2 separate regions of the Arachis hypogaea genome follow, and region 2 is linked to region 1. The links are chromatin contacts, called in public Hi-C maps. All regions are on one chromosome and are shown on one strand. Each heading gives the region's core, a stretch centred on a gene start, on an enhancer-like site or on the middle of the called end of the contact. The rest is flanking DNA. Distances are from core to core; before and after follow the strand shown. Region 1 holds the start of LOC112795843 (DUF21 domain-containing protein At4g14240-like). Region 2 has its middle 13 kb from the start of LOC112798336.

Region 1 (3,704 bases), core at 567-3,066:
AGAGCTTTTAACTGTGCCCGCCTAAATAAAGCCTCATTATGTCCCAACAGGAAATCTAGAACCTGGGAAAAAAAAAAGATCAGTGAGAAAAAGGATCATCTGTAGGCATGACTAAGATAAATTCTGTCATTGTGCAAGTTAACTCTGCCTATGTTGTGCTTTATCTCAAATCTTTTGCAAAGCCAATCTAAGAGGAGATTCGTATTAAACAGTTGACAACCAGCATAAAACATTTCCGCTCTTCATGGACAGCATCAACAAAACACAAGACTTGTGAATTTGACTTAATCGAAAAGGAATTAAATAGTGCTCATTTGCTAGCACACTAAGCATAATACATCATATATCTATATGAAACTTCTATCAAAATTTATATAGAAATATTTTGAGATGATATCTATTCATTTCTACTTGTTTGTTCTTTTCTCAGTTATAATATACTGGCTAAATGATTATCCAATGAAAATTAATTTTACAGGTTAATGGATATATCATTGAGATTAACACTTCTGAACACAAAAGAATTGGTACTTCAGCCTATGAATGATAAGTCACCTTTCCAATGGGATAAGCAATTGGGTAACATATTATCATTAAAACTCGCACAAGAGATACGAAGTTGGACCCTACAGCAAGCCCATATCTACTGCAAATTGCCTGTGGAATGACCTGAAATCAGAGGGAAAAAGTAAGATTTGAAGAAAAAGGAGAAAGAATATTCATTGGACAAAAGTGTTGAAGCTAAATCGCTGACATTGACATACCTCCCCAAAAAACAGAACAAAAGTCACAGAGAGAATGATGGCAACAAATTGATTGAACAACTTATCCAAGTATAACGGAAGCGCCTGCAGATTACAACTTTCAAAGTCAACGTAAGCGTATGTATGCATTAAAAATATCATTCAGATATTTGAATGCGGGTCACTAAGCAATGACTCCAAAATCCAAAAAAATGCAGATTCCACATGCAGAGCAATTCCAATTCATCCATCATCAAAACCATTTTAAACGAGTGATCCAAATAAGCATAGCACATAATAAACCATAATGTGTCTGATCCACATTATAATATTGTATTATATTATATTATATTATGATGGTGTTCTATTTTTTTCTAATTTAATCACTTCTACAGTTCTGTTCTACCTATAAGTATAAGCTCTCCTCAGTGATTTTGTCCAATAAACCACCACATTCTTGAACTAACAACGTCAATATTCCAAATTCCAGTGAAAAATCTAGCATGAAAAAGAAGGAGCATTAATTCAGTTACCTCCATGGCAGCTGCATTACACAGAAGCAGAGTCACCAGAAGCTGGTGTTGTTTCTTAACCACGGGAATTATAGTCGCTGTACACAAAAGAAAAAAAACGCAAAAATCACATTGAGTATTCGAAAATCTCGGAATCGGAGAAATTGAATGACGCAGGCAACGAGTAAATGAACCTGCTTGCTTTTTCTCGGTAGGAGAACCACTGCGTTGAAGGATCTCGAGGTCGACGAGGCCGAGAGACATGAGACCTAGGGTTAATCCGGACATTATTCCGGCGAAGAGAACGAAGAAGCACGAGAGTCCGGCGTAAATGAACCACCACACCGATCCGAACGGAATGCCTCCCTCGTGGCCGCTGAGTTGGTTCCGAGTCAGAAACCGAGTCACCATCAACGCGTTCACCACATTATTCATCATTCTTCTTCTTCTTCTTCTTCAGTTTCTTTTTCTGGTTCTTTAAAGTTTTCTTCTTCCTTCATAAGCTTTCGTTCGTACTTCAGTTTGCAGTTGCAACTGACTCGTCGCTCGTTAGACACGTGGCGCGTTTAGGAGGCGAGGGACGTTTTTTGTTAGGATGCATGGATATTCCACTTGTTGACGTGGACCAAAACGGACGATCACGGAGGCCTTCCATCTCGCCATTGACGAATCCTGGCCGTTAAGTCTTATATCATCATGGAACACGGAGCCCAATTATTGGGAATCGACTTTCTTGATGCTACTTTCAGATTTTGTTCTTCCCTTTTTCTTTCTTCTAGGCCTGTTGGGCCATTTGTGTAGGAAAAAAAACAATTTGTTTTTGGGTCATAATAATACCACACTCACAAACTCATAAGTCTGTCTCTCATCAAGCTGCACTAAAGTTCAAATCTCAAGAATGGAATATAGAATCCTTTCTAATATGTATAGTAAGGATTGTAATAGTAATATCCCCACAAATATTTTTAATAAAGTATGTTGAATTAGGAGTTTTGTAACTATTCTACTCGTCGAATTATAACTCATCAAAAATTCAACTTGTTTCATTAAAAATATTCTTAGACTAAACTTGGAATTATGATATGACTATTACAATTCAATGATATAATTTGCACGTTACAAATCGACTTAATGAGTCATAACTTATCTTAACGGCACAATTTATAACAAAACAGCTAGTCGAGTATTATAACGGCCGAATGCAATATAATTGCCTTTTAATAGCATAATCATAATCAATGAAACTGTAAAAACACCTCTTTTTATATAAAGAAGGTAAAAGTATTTTCCCTAGACACATTGGATTTCGAATACTAATTTAAACATTGGAATGCCTTTACAGGTACTCACCCCATTTTATTTGTTTTCTCCACAAACGTGATACACTTTCGGACAAAAAGTTCGAACCACCAAAACTTGTAAATTTAGTGTTGAAGGCTATAGTTCGATACGACTCTTAAGAGCCGAGTTTTTCTCAGGATATCCATATGCAAGAATAGTAATATCTTCATCGTTATTCATCAACAATTTTTTTAACCATGCTTACACGTATATTTGAACATTTTTTAAATATATATAAAATACTGATATTCTAATAGTTTTAACTATTGATCTCAATTATAAAAAATATATAATATATTAATTAAAATTAATGGTTAAAATGATTGTAACACTAATATATTAAGTAGATTTGAAATTTTTTTAAAATTTTGTTGTTTTCAGTTTCAAGTCTAATTTGAAATAGTGTGACAATAAGTGGAACTTTGACGTGTTATAGATTTTACTAGATTGGAACATCTATGTCAAAGAAAATGAGGATTCACATTCAAATATGGAGAAACACAACACCACATGAAACGCATGGCAGAGTATAAAAATGTGAGCTAAAATTCATATGTCAAGTCAATTGTATTACCGTGGATACATCAATGATGAGATAATGTGAAAACTTAATAGGAAAGGGTGCCGATGATGGAAAATGAACAAATTGTGGGAAGCTAAGGTATATATACAGTTACTATTCCTACTTGATTACTTTGAAATTAAATCCTAGGAGAAAAAGCATGCTATAGCTTATGACTAATAATGGCATGATGATATAAATGATCCACGCAAACCCAAGTTGGAAAGAAGATATCTTGCCCCATTTTTTGACCTTATTATATTCTTGTCAATAAAGCATTCCCACACACGGACACACATACATAGTTATTGGATTAGATGTTTATAAGGTAGGGGAGTTGTTAGAGAGTCCAATTACTGGAGACAATTATGATCTATGCACCGCCGATCAAACAAGTGCTATCATCTCATGAGTGATCATTTTAGGATTATTATAATTTGATTTGTCAACGAAATTTAAGTGAAATGATAATAATGTGATAGATGTGATAATGACTATATTACAATAATTTCAAACATAAAAATTCTATAATATGTTATAGAAAGG
Region 2 (3,704 bases), core at 564-3,063, 64 kb after region 1:
TATTTAATTATATTATTTTTATGTATGATTATTTATGCAATTAATATAAAATATAATTATTTTTATTAAAATACAAAATACTACTTTATATTAATAATATATTAAAATTAAATTCTTATATTAATTGTACACTTATTATATATTGCAGGCCCCATAAGTCATATTTTTCTCTTCATTTTAAAAGTAGAGCAAAGCTACCTACATATATAATAAGATATATAACCGGCCCCTATATATCAATATATATGAATCACAACCATATATATGCTATGCAGCACAAACGAATTTCAAAGGATTCCACTCGATAATGATAATATTATTAAAAAATAAAATAAAATAAAACGTGGATATGCAATTTAATTTCGACATCAAATTAAAATTTATAAGAATTTTTCTATCTTGATATAAACGTATATCTCGGTGTCATATGTTTGTGTCATGTTGGGTGTTTTTCCAACATTATTCCCCTTCTTTTCACGCTCACGAACGGTTAATTTTATTTAATTTTATCCCTTGGAATTTAAGTAATTTGTAATACGAAAAATTATGTTGTGGCTAATTATTTAGTTCTAGCAACGAAGGTGTGATCCAATTAACACTTCCAAAGCCGGTCTCGTTCTATTTATATATAAAAGTTAGGTACTCAATTCTAAGAATGTCAACGGGACAGAACGAGAGTGAAATGGGAAATGTCTCTCTATTTTTTGTTTCTGCTTCTAAAATTAATCTCCGTTTTCGTTTTGTTTTCCGTCGTGGAGTTATTAAGTAAGTTTAAAAATTTGGAAAATTATCAAAAATGGAACGGAGATTTTCGCTCGGGTCTCCGCGCCTATCTCGTGAAAATTTCGCTCCTCATCTCTATTTCAACGAAAAAAATTTCTCATCATTAGGATCCCATTTGAGATAGTGCCGACAGGATCCCCGCCTCCTAAATATTGTTGACACTCCTATTCCCCTAATCTCCTACTCAATTCTATTAATTTAAGATTATATTTAGAGATTATACAAACTTAATATATATATATATATATATATATATATATATATATATATATATATATATATTGTGACAAAAAGTGGAACGGGTTGTAATTGACCCGATCCATTGGTTAACTAGTAGTTGATTTCACGAATTTCCGTCATTAATATGATTATTATTATTTCAAATATGACTTTAATTGAACTGATGAGTTTGGTACCTAGCTATCTTGTTCGGTTTTATCAAATTCTTGTGCCGTTTATGTCTCAAATCTCAATATGTTGATTTTTTTCAGCATCTTGTTGGATGGCTGAAAGACATGGATGCCTACATATATCTATGTAACTAATATGCCAATTAAAGTGTATAGTTGCTTGGTATGACCTAAAATAACGAACACTCATTTTCTTGGCAGGCCAAATATATAAATAAATAAATAACCAAATAAAACTCAATTAAAGCTTATACCGTCATACTATAGTTCTTAGTACTTACTAGTATAAACGTGCATGCTTCATCTACAAATACATATAACCAGTCAAGTCCTTTTTTCTTTTTGGCAGGAATTAATCATTAAGTATTTGAAAAATACTAATCTGACAATTGAAAGTGGGATAACAATCAACAACACTATACATCTAATATATGAAATGTGGGATTGTGAAAGTTCATATTTTATTTGTCAAATGAGCATTATTCTGATTTTTCAACTTTAGATATTGTGATATTCCAATGATCCAGAATTCATCAAGATTTTTTTTTTGTCAAGAGAATTCATCAAGATTTTAGATACTCACAAAAAAAATAAGGAGGCCTACAGGCCCATACCGTCCTCTGATTTTACTTTTGGGCTTGACTCAATGGGTTAATTGAATACTCTCGCTTCTTTTCTTATATTTATAACCTCTCAATGACAAAAAAAAAGTTCACATCCAAAAAAAAATAACAAAAAAAAGTTGTATGTGTAGTGTGTACAAGAGTCCAGAGTGCACCTCATTCAATGACTTGTCTTCTTGAAACACTAAAATTAGTAGGGTTTTGTTTGTGTTGCTTCAATTTAATTATTCATGTTGATGTATATTCAATTATTAATTATTCTCTACCGGTATTTTTCGATCTTATAAATTAATGACTAATTTATAACAGATGTACTCTTTATTTAAAGATTTATTATTGACAAATAAATTATTATATGCACAAAATAATATGTAAAACTAATATTTACTTGAATGAATGAATACACTAATTATTTAATTGATTCAAATTGATTTTTATAAATTTTTAATCATATACTTATCATAAATATGATGTATGATATTTTTAATTTGTGAAAGACCATGATAACTCAATAAAAAAATGTGACCACAGTTTAATAGGATTGGCCTCTTATGCGGTTTTTTTTTTTTGTTTCTCACGGTATTTTTCGGCCCGACAGGGCAAGGACTAATCCGTCGCGGTACTGAGCTCTATTTAAGAGTTTGTCGCTGGCCAATAGGTTACTGCATACACAAGGCGGGATTCGAACCCCCGACCTTGCTTAAGCGGACTAGTGAACTAACTACTAGACCAACCCAACTTGGTTCATTAATAGGTGAATTAGAGCATATAAAAATTTGTAATAAAAATTAACAAGATATTAGAGTGAGGTCCTACATATGCATGGGCCATGGTGTTCATAGTTGGTATTATTATTGTCCTTCCAATTTATGCAAGCTGTGGGTGAAAGTGTCAGTCAATAATGGGATAGAAGGTCTTAACACCGACTCTATTGGTGCTCTATCTCTTGGAATCCACTCATTTGCCCAAGGCCCAAGACTCAAGGCCCAACCATTTTTAGGTTTTTATGAAGGTTTGTGTCTTTTAACCATCTTTTTCAGATTTGATATTCACTGAAAGATGAGAATGGAGTTTGTTTGTTTGAGAAGATCACTCACGTTGTGTATCTTTACAGTACCTGAAGAAGGAAATGGATCCTCTCCAATTTTTTCAATACTTAAAGAAATACAGTGTGATCTCTTACCATTAATTTTATAAGTGGGGCCAAAATTAAATATGAGAGAGAAAACAATAAAAGGTAAAAGATCATAATTAACACTATCTAGTTTTTTTTCACGGGAGAAGATCCACTCCCCCGAAAAATTAATCATTGAGCTTTCAACTTGATGGATACCTGGTGCAAACAAAAAAAAATAAACTATAAAGAACTTCTTAATTATTAAAGTATTTTTAAATTTGTTAGTGATAAAAATATCTCTAAAATATTTTAAAGTATGATAAAACAACTCAAATTAAATATATATTCTAAAAAAATTAAAATTAAATTTTAGTGTAATTGTTTACAAATATAATTAAAAAATGATATTTTTATTTTTAAAATTTTATAATTTTAGGTTACGTAGATATTTTTTGTAAATAAAAAAAGATATTTTTTCAAAATGAGATGAAATTTAGATTTCAATTTAGATTTTTTTTGCATGTATTAAATAATTATTTAAATATTTTTACAAAATCTTGGATCAAATGTCCAAATAGTTTGTAAATATAAAATTTATTTATCGTTTACAATTTTTTTTATATAAAAACACTTTTGTCATTAATAAATTTAAAGATTTTTTTATAGTATCTTTCAATCCGATAAATCAAGAATTAATCGTTATGGATTAGAATTTCATTGAAAAAATTTGCCAAAACAAAATTTAAATTTCAATACTTACTTAACCACGTT

The links. A called contact is a pair of places that touch in the nucleus more often than the background predicts.
Region 2: a contact with region 1 is called in a Hi-C map of an unstated tissue, with 10 times the contacts expected there. The contact joins the enhancer-like site here to the promoter of LOC112795843 in region 1. A contact is called at or near these places in 4 of 8 Hi-C or Micro-C datasets (leaf and an unstated tissue).

The regions. Positions count from the first base shown.
Region 1 is chr4:3,980,098-3,983,801 of arahy.Tifrunner.gnm2.J5K5, forward strand. It overlaps LOC112795843 (DUF21 domain-containing protein At4g14240-like), which reads right to left and starts at 1,817. Exons shown (of 13, transcript XM_025838028.3): 1 at 1,450-1,817; 2 at 1,277-1,353; 3 at 765-848; 4 at 556-669; 5 at 1-62. The coding sequence starts at 1,693.
Region 2 is chr4:4,043,743-4,047,446 of arahy.Tifrunner.gnm2.J5K5, forward strand. No RefSeq gene overlaps it. Among protein-coding and RNA genes, the nearest start is that of LOC112798336, 13 kb to the right of the region's middle. Within about 2 kb of position 1,814, at least 3 of the 3 cell types and tissues checked have open chromatin away from gene starts, as enhancers often do.